Regions from separate parts of the Hordeum vulgare genome. Here region 2 is linked to region 1. Evidence: chromatin contacts called from public Hi-C data. All regions are on one chromosome and are shown on one strand. Each heading gives the region's core, a stretch centred on a gene start, on an enhancer-like site or on the middle of the called end of the contact. The rest is flanking DNA. Distances are from core to core; before and after follow the strand shown. Region 1 has its middle 57 kb from the start of LOC123404304. Region 2 holds the start of LOC123404304 (abscisic acid 8'-hydroxylase 1).

Region 1 (2,879 bases), core at 131-2,630:
GGGAGGAGGCGCTGTCTGGTGTCGTGGGGGCATCGACAGCAAGCCTTGCAAGGTCGATGCGTCAGTAACTGTTTTGAAGATGGATTGATGGAAGGGGCGGCGACGACCTGTGAGGGTGCGTCGGACCGGTTTGTGCCCCTGACCCGGTATGTAGCTCGGTCGGGGTCACCGGCTTTAGATGTTAGTCTAGGTGAGAGGTATGGGTATATGGCTCACACTTTCTGCACCCCTTTATTATTGCATAGGAGTAGCGACAAATGTTGCCAAGAGGGTGGCTTCAAACATATTGATGTATTGCTTTATAAAATCTTTGTGAATAATTAATAAAATGACTGCATGCATCTTTCGCGTGCAGAGGCCGGGGGTCATCCTTCTTTTAAAAAAAAACTATCACACAATCGGGTGAAACATCATCCAGCACAATAGTTTCTCATATTATGACTTGATCACAAAGAAAGGCGATGCCTGCAGTCCTTTTCGTCGTGTCGACATTTCTTTAGGTTTGTATATGCATCAAGCGTGGAACTTCAGCGGAGTGACATGGACAATAAAGATCTGCAATCCTCGGGCAAGAAATACTATACCTCTCAAGACAAAGATGCCTATATATGCTTGGTAGTTAGGGAAAAGAAAAAGAACAGGAACGGGTCACGGTAGTACCTGGTGGCTGCCGCTGTGCCTCCGCAGTCTGCACGAGCGGAACTTTTCGGTTCCTGGCCAAATTTTGGACATGTGTTCCTCGCATACTTAACGTGGCGCAGTTTGGTGAGCCATCATCCATTCCACTCATTCAAGAGGAAGTCGCAGTACAGCGCGACATGTCTGGGTCTGAACGGCACCTAGGGCATAGGCTACAAGTTTTTCTCCGTGTATCCTTGTCTAGGTGTGAGCACAGTTTTGTCCCGAAAACTATGTGTGAGTACATTAAACTGGGAGCTAAGCCTGGTTTTCTCGGGCGTGCGCAGCCGTGGGCGATACCTTGCAATGCGCATGCCCACGTTGACAAGCAGCTAGCACATGGCTGCGTTGACAAGCACGCACTTAGGCGTCCGTAGGAAGTTGCCAAGCAGTAGAGTGGATGGCAAGCAGTGCAGCCGTGCAGGGGTGTCGGGGGAGCCTGAGAGGTAGAGCAGCTGCATGATTAGTTGAGACGGACACTGAAAAATCCAAAACATACTGGTAGCAGCGGATCTCCAGATGGATCAGCGGTGGACGCGCGCACGCACCGCAGTGGATCGGAATAAACAAATTCGTGGCCTCCGTCGACCGCAGACGCAGGTGATGATGCATGTCGATCGGCCAGTATTGTGTTTGTGTGTGTGTGTCTGGCTGTCACCAATTGGCTCCGTTCAGGCGCCCATCCGTCCGCGGCCCCTGACCCGACTGAATAATGCCGGCTCGTGACTGCTGCCCGGCTGGCTGAATAATTGGCACAGAGGATAGGATTCCATCTGTCTCGCCATTAGAGGAGAGGTGACTTCCTGCCTGCGCTTCCAGGAAACTTCGCTTTCATTTCCTCTCTCTGCCTCTCCCTTTCTCGCGGCTACCCTTACGTACACGGGGAGGGAGCACCTGCAAGCGTCGGCCTCCTGCCTTTTATTTTTGTATATATTCATTCAGTTCGGTTTGCTCCTCCACCCTCAAAAGTCAACCGCTAACCTATATCGCCCCGTACGGACTGCGACACTTGCTCAGCTCACCCCGAGATAATTGTTTGCTTAGGGTAAGTGTGGTTTAGTCTTGTGAGGGATCCCTCCCAAGGAGATGGGGGGCAGGGATAATCCAAGTATCATACCCAACACAACTTGCAGTTTCTCATTCGCAACGAAAAGAAGCCTCGCGCGTTTTAGTGGCTCCAAGGAGAAGCTCACTTTTCCTATCCCACGAGCCACTCGAAAACATGACATGGGTTCGACCAGCCCACATCGTTGCAATGAGAAAACAAGATTTTTCCTTTTTAAAGATAAATATAGACATGGACGCTGACACATTCGCCTGCCACATGCACTTCTAGCCATGAAATGCATCATATCAGCACTCATGTCAAGTCTAAGACTTTTAAAAAAAAGAAAAAAGGCAAAGCTCTGACCTATGCATCGAAAGATGCATGCAGCCATATATTATAATAAAAACCAAGTCTCAACAAAGTACAATAAACATGTAGCAAAAAGTGAATAAAAAAAGATACAAGGCATCTCTCGCGCCCAAACCGAAGAAGACAATAGAGGTAGATGACTAAACACATATCTTATTAATATGACGCCATCCAAACCGGTTAAAGATACCCTGTGCTACCATCTCCCAACGGACACACCCAGTAACCATAGGCTCCCTCGCTTCCACATGAGTGAGTAATGACGAGGTGCGGATCAGTGCGGTAGCCCTGAAGATAACCTGCAAGAAGTGAATATCGCGTTTTCTGTTAAACACTAAGTCATTTCTGCAATTCCTTACAGCCCACAATAGTGCACATGATCCCACACGAATAAGTGAAGCAGTTTGAACATCAACCCCCTCTAACCACATCCCAAATAACGTGTTGATATTATTAGGAGGGCTGATGTTGAAAGCAATGTGCAGCGAGCGTCATAACAGTTTAGCCATAGGACAATCTAGAAAGAGGTGCTTAATATTTTCTTTATCCGAACAGAAGCTGCATCTAGGATTCCCATTCCAATTTCGCTTGGCTAGATTATCCTTCGTTAGGATAACCCTTTGTGAACAAACCACATGAAGACCTTAATTCTAAGAGGAACTTTGATCTTCCATATATGCGCTGATTTTGGAATTGGTGTTGAATCTATGAGATTCGTGTACATAGATTTGACCGTAAAGACTCTATTCGTGGTCAGCTTCCAATGAACACGATCAGGTCTGTC
Region 2 (2,879 bases), core at 192-2,691, 57 kb after region 1:
GCTCAGAGCTCAGTGCTCACCTTGGTACTCCACGTCCTCGACGGCCTCTCTGAAGGTGAAGGAGAGGATGGACGCCACCCGCATCGTCTCCTGGATCACCCGGCCCGTCACCCGCATCCGCCGCGTGTCTGCCCACGACAGCGGCTCGCCGGACAACGCCTTCTCCCTCGCGATCTCGGCGTGCTCTTCCTGTTGTCAATCGTTTCACGCGCGCGGGTCAGAGACACTGCCTTTCGACATGCCGGGGTGCCAAAGCGGGTCAGCTGGTCGGTTTGATGGCGACTTACGGTGACGGCTTTGAGGACGGCGGGGTTGTCGCCGAGGAACTTGACCATCCACGTGAGCACGCTGGCGGTGGTGTCCCGCGCGGCGAAGATGACGCCGATGGCGTTGTCGGCGATCTGGTCGTCGGTGAGCGCCTCGCGGCCGTCCATGAAGGAGCCCAGGAGGTCGCTCCCGCGCTCCCGCTCGCGCCGGGCTGAGATGATGTGGGCCACAATGGCGCCCAGCCGCTTCCGGGCCTTCATGGCCTTGTGGAACAGCGTGCCCGGCAGGTTCACCGGCATCGAGTTGTACCCCTTCTCCAGCGTCAGGTAGCACTGCTTCAGCTCCTCGATGTACTGCATCTCCTCCTCCCCGAAGATGGACAGCAATGCCACATTCAGAGCGTACTGCGCAATGACACCAACAAAACCATCAGTGACCATTTCTAAGCATTTAGCCGCAGAGCAGAGCAGAGCAGATGAAAACAGAGGAGGCAGGAATGGAAGAAGAAGAAGAACTTACAGTCTTCATTTCTTGGAAGGTGTTGACTTCATGGCCTTCCCATGAGCCGAGGGAGCGGAGGGCGATGGCCTCGATGGATGAGACGGAGCCGCGGATGGCCTCGGGGGAGAAGGCGCGGGAGACGAGACGGCGGAGGTGGGTGTGGTAGTCCCCCTGCTGGAAGAAGATGGCCTGGCGGCCCAGCATCCGCTCCTTGCTGGCCGGGAAGGTAGGCTTGAAGAGGTGCGCCTGCGTGACGAGCACGAACTTGGCGGCCTCCGGGCTGGACACCATGACGCAGGGGCACCCGAGGATGTGCGTCTTGAAGATGGGCCCGTACTTGTTACGCTTCCTGGCGAAGAAGACGTTGGGGTTCTTGGAGGAGTAGAGCTGCGTGGTCTCGCCCACGTACGGCCACCCCATGGACCCCGGCGGCAGCCTGCCCTTCTTGCCGCCGCCCGACGACGACCGCCCGCCGGCGCCCTTCCTGGCGCGGACGGCGCACACGAGCACCAACGGCACGAGCAAGCAGAGGAGGAGGATGAAGGCACCCATTCCAAAAGGATTTCTTCGGTTCTGTTACCTGCAACCTGCAACGGAGGCCCGAAGGAGGAAGACGAGGAGGAGAGGAGGGGAGATGGGTGGTGGTGGTGGTGCCTGGGTGTGGAGGGAAATGCGAGCGGCGTGGCAGGTATTTATAGATTGGCGGTGATGCGCCGCTCCCGCTCTCTCCTCGTTGCCGGTCTCCCGGCCCCTGCCTAAAGATCTAAACTAAACTAGGAGCTGTGAGGCTCAGCGAATTATTGCGCAGTTTAATCGGGCAAGAGCTGGACCGAGCCACTAATCAATTGCCCAATCCACGCAGTCCAGTCCAGTCCAGTCCAGCTTTCCAGCGCGGGAGGTCGCAACACCAACAGCTCACCCATCCATCTCTCTTTCGGCCCACGTCCCGTCTCCTCTCAGCGCTGCACACGCTCTCGTACGAGACGACTGATGCTTCCCTCTCCTGTAATTCTGCTGTAGCATTTGGCCGCATGCTCGATTGATTACTCAGATATATACTCTTCCCTCTCCTATAATATCCCAGCCCCGTCCTCCTGGCCTGGCCACGGCATCGTCACGTAGCACTAGCTCAGTTGGCCTCCAGATATTTTCATTGGCCCGCATGTCTACTGATTGGGCCGGTTATTTATGTCCTCTCATTCTTCGTTCCGTCTAAGACTAATGTGAGTCATTCTCTACGTGATTCTTGGGGGTGAAACACTGAACGGTTTAAAGCAGCCGTTCAGTAGGAATGCATGCGGAATGACAGGTGTTGAACTGACCTTTTGGTCCGTCGTCAAGGAAATTGTCGCGAGCATGCACCTCCGTGTCTTAAATTTTCGAAAAATATTAAAATCAACCGGCTAATTACAGCGCGGCTTAAGCCTTCTCAAGACATGGGCATGTGTCCCTCTCAGCCGCCCGCTTCCCTACCATCTTATGCTTTTCGATGCGTTCCCCTCCACTCACCAACTCCTCATCTTCTTCCTCCCATTTCTCATTCACGGGCTCTCTCCTTGTCTGTTGCAAGGAAGAGGCGACCCCGGCCCACCCCCGACATCGCGCCCAAGCTGCCTAGTAAAGCTCCGACTAGGGGCAAAAGTAGTGTCCGCCGTTGCTGCACACGATGAAGCACCTGCATCGTCGTCGTGTGCTGCATCGCAACATATGGGTACCCATTGTTGTTGCACACTCGCAATATATGAGTACCCATTCTCCGTTGTTGCACACTCGCCAACTCCTCATCTAGTGATGGCAATGGATACCCATTACCCACATACCCTGCGGATAAAACCCCTATTAGGGTAAGAGTATGGGACAAAAATTTACCGATGGGTATATAAATAGAAAATTCTCAAACCCATCGGATAGAGCGGGTATGGGTATGAGATCATATAACGCATACTCATATATCCGTGTACCCATATAAAATCTATGTAACTCAAAATTATCTCTACAATCTACACGATGTCAATAATTTATGAATTGAAAATCTTTGCAAATGTGTTGTTGTTTATGACTATATGATGTTGTTTTATAAGTATGTGTTGTAGTTATAATCTATTTTTGTA

The links. Hi-C and Micro-C count contacts between places; a contact is called where the count stands out from the background.
Region 2: a contact with region 1 is called in a Hi-C map of seedling, with 2.4 times the contacts expected there. The contact joins the promoter of LOC123404304 here to the enhancer-like site in region 1. A contact is called at or near these places in 2 of 6 Hi-C or Micro-C datasets (leaf and seedling) and 1 of 1 datasets of contacts at active chromatin or transcription factors (embryo).

What each region holds. Positions count from the first base shown.
Region 1 is chr6H:462,420,776-462,423,654 of MorexV3_pseudomolecules_assembly, forward strand. No RefSeq gene overlaps it. Among protein-coding and RNA genes, the nearest start is that of LOC123404304, 57 kb to the right of the region's middle. Within about 2 kb of position 1,381, at least 3 of the 3 cell types and tissues checked have open chromatin away from gene starts, as enhancers often do. A contact at or near this core is called in leaf and seedling, where this site is marked.
Region 2 is chr6H:462,477,806-462,480,684 of MorexV3_pseudomolecules_assembly, forward strand. LOC123404304 (abscisic acid 8'-hydroxylase 1) reads right to left here and starts at 1,442. Exons shown (of 5, transcript XM_045098229.1): 1 at 787-1,442; 2 at 288-671; 3 at 21-189. The coding sequence starts at 1,320.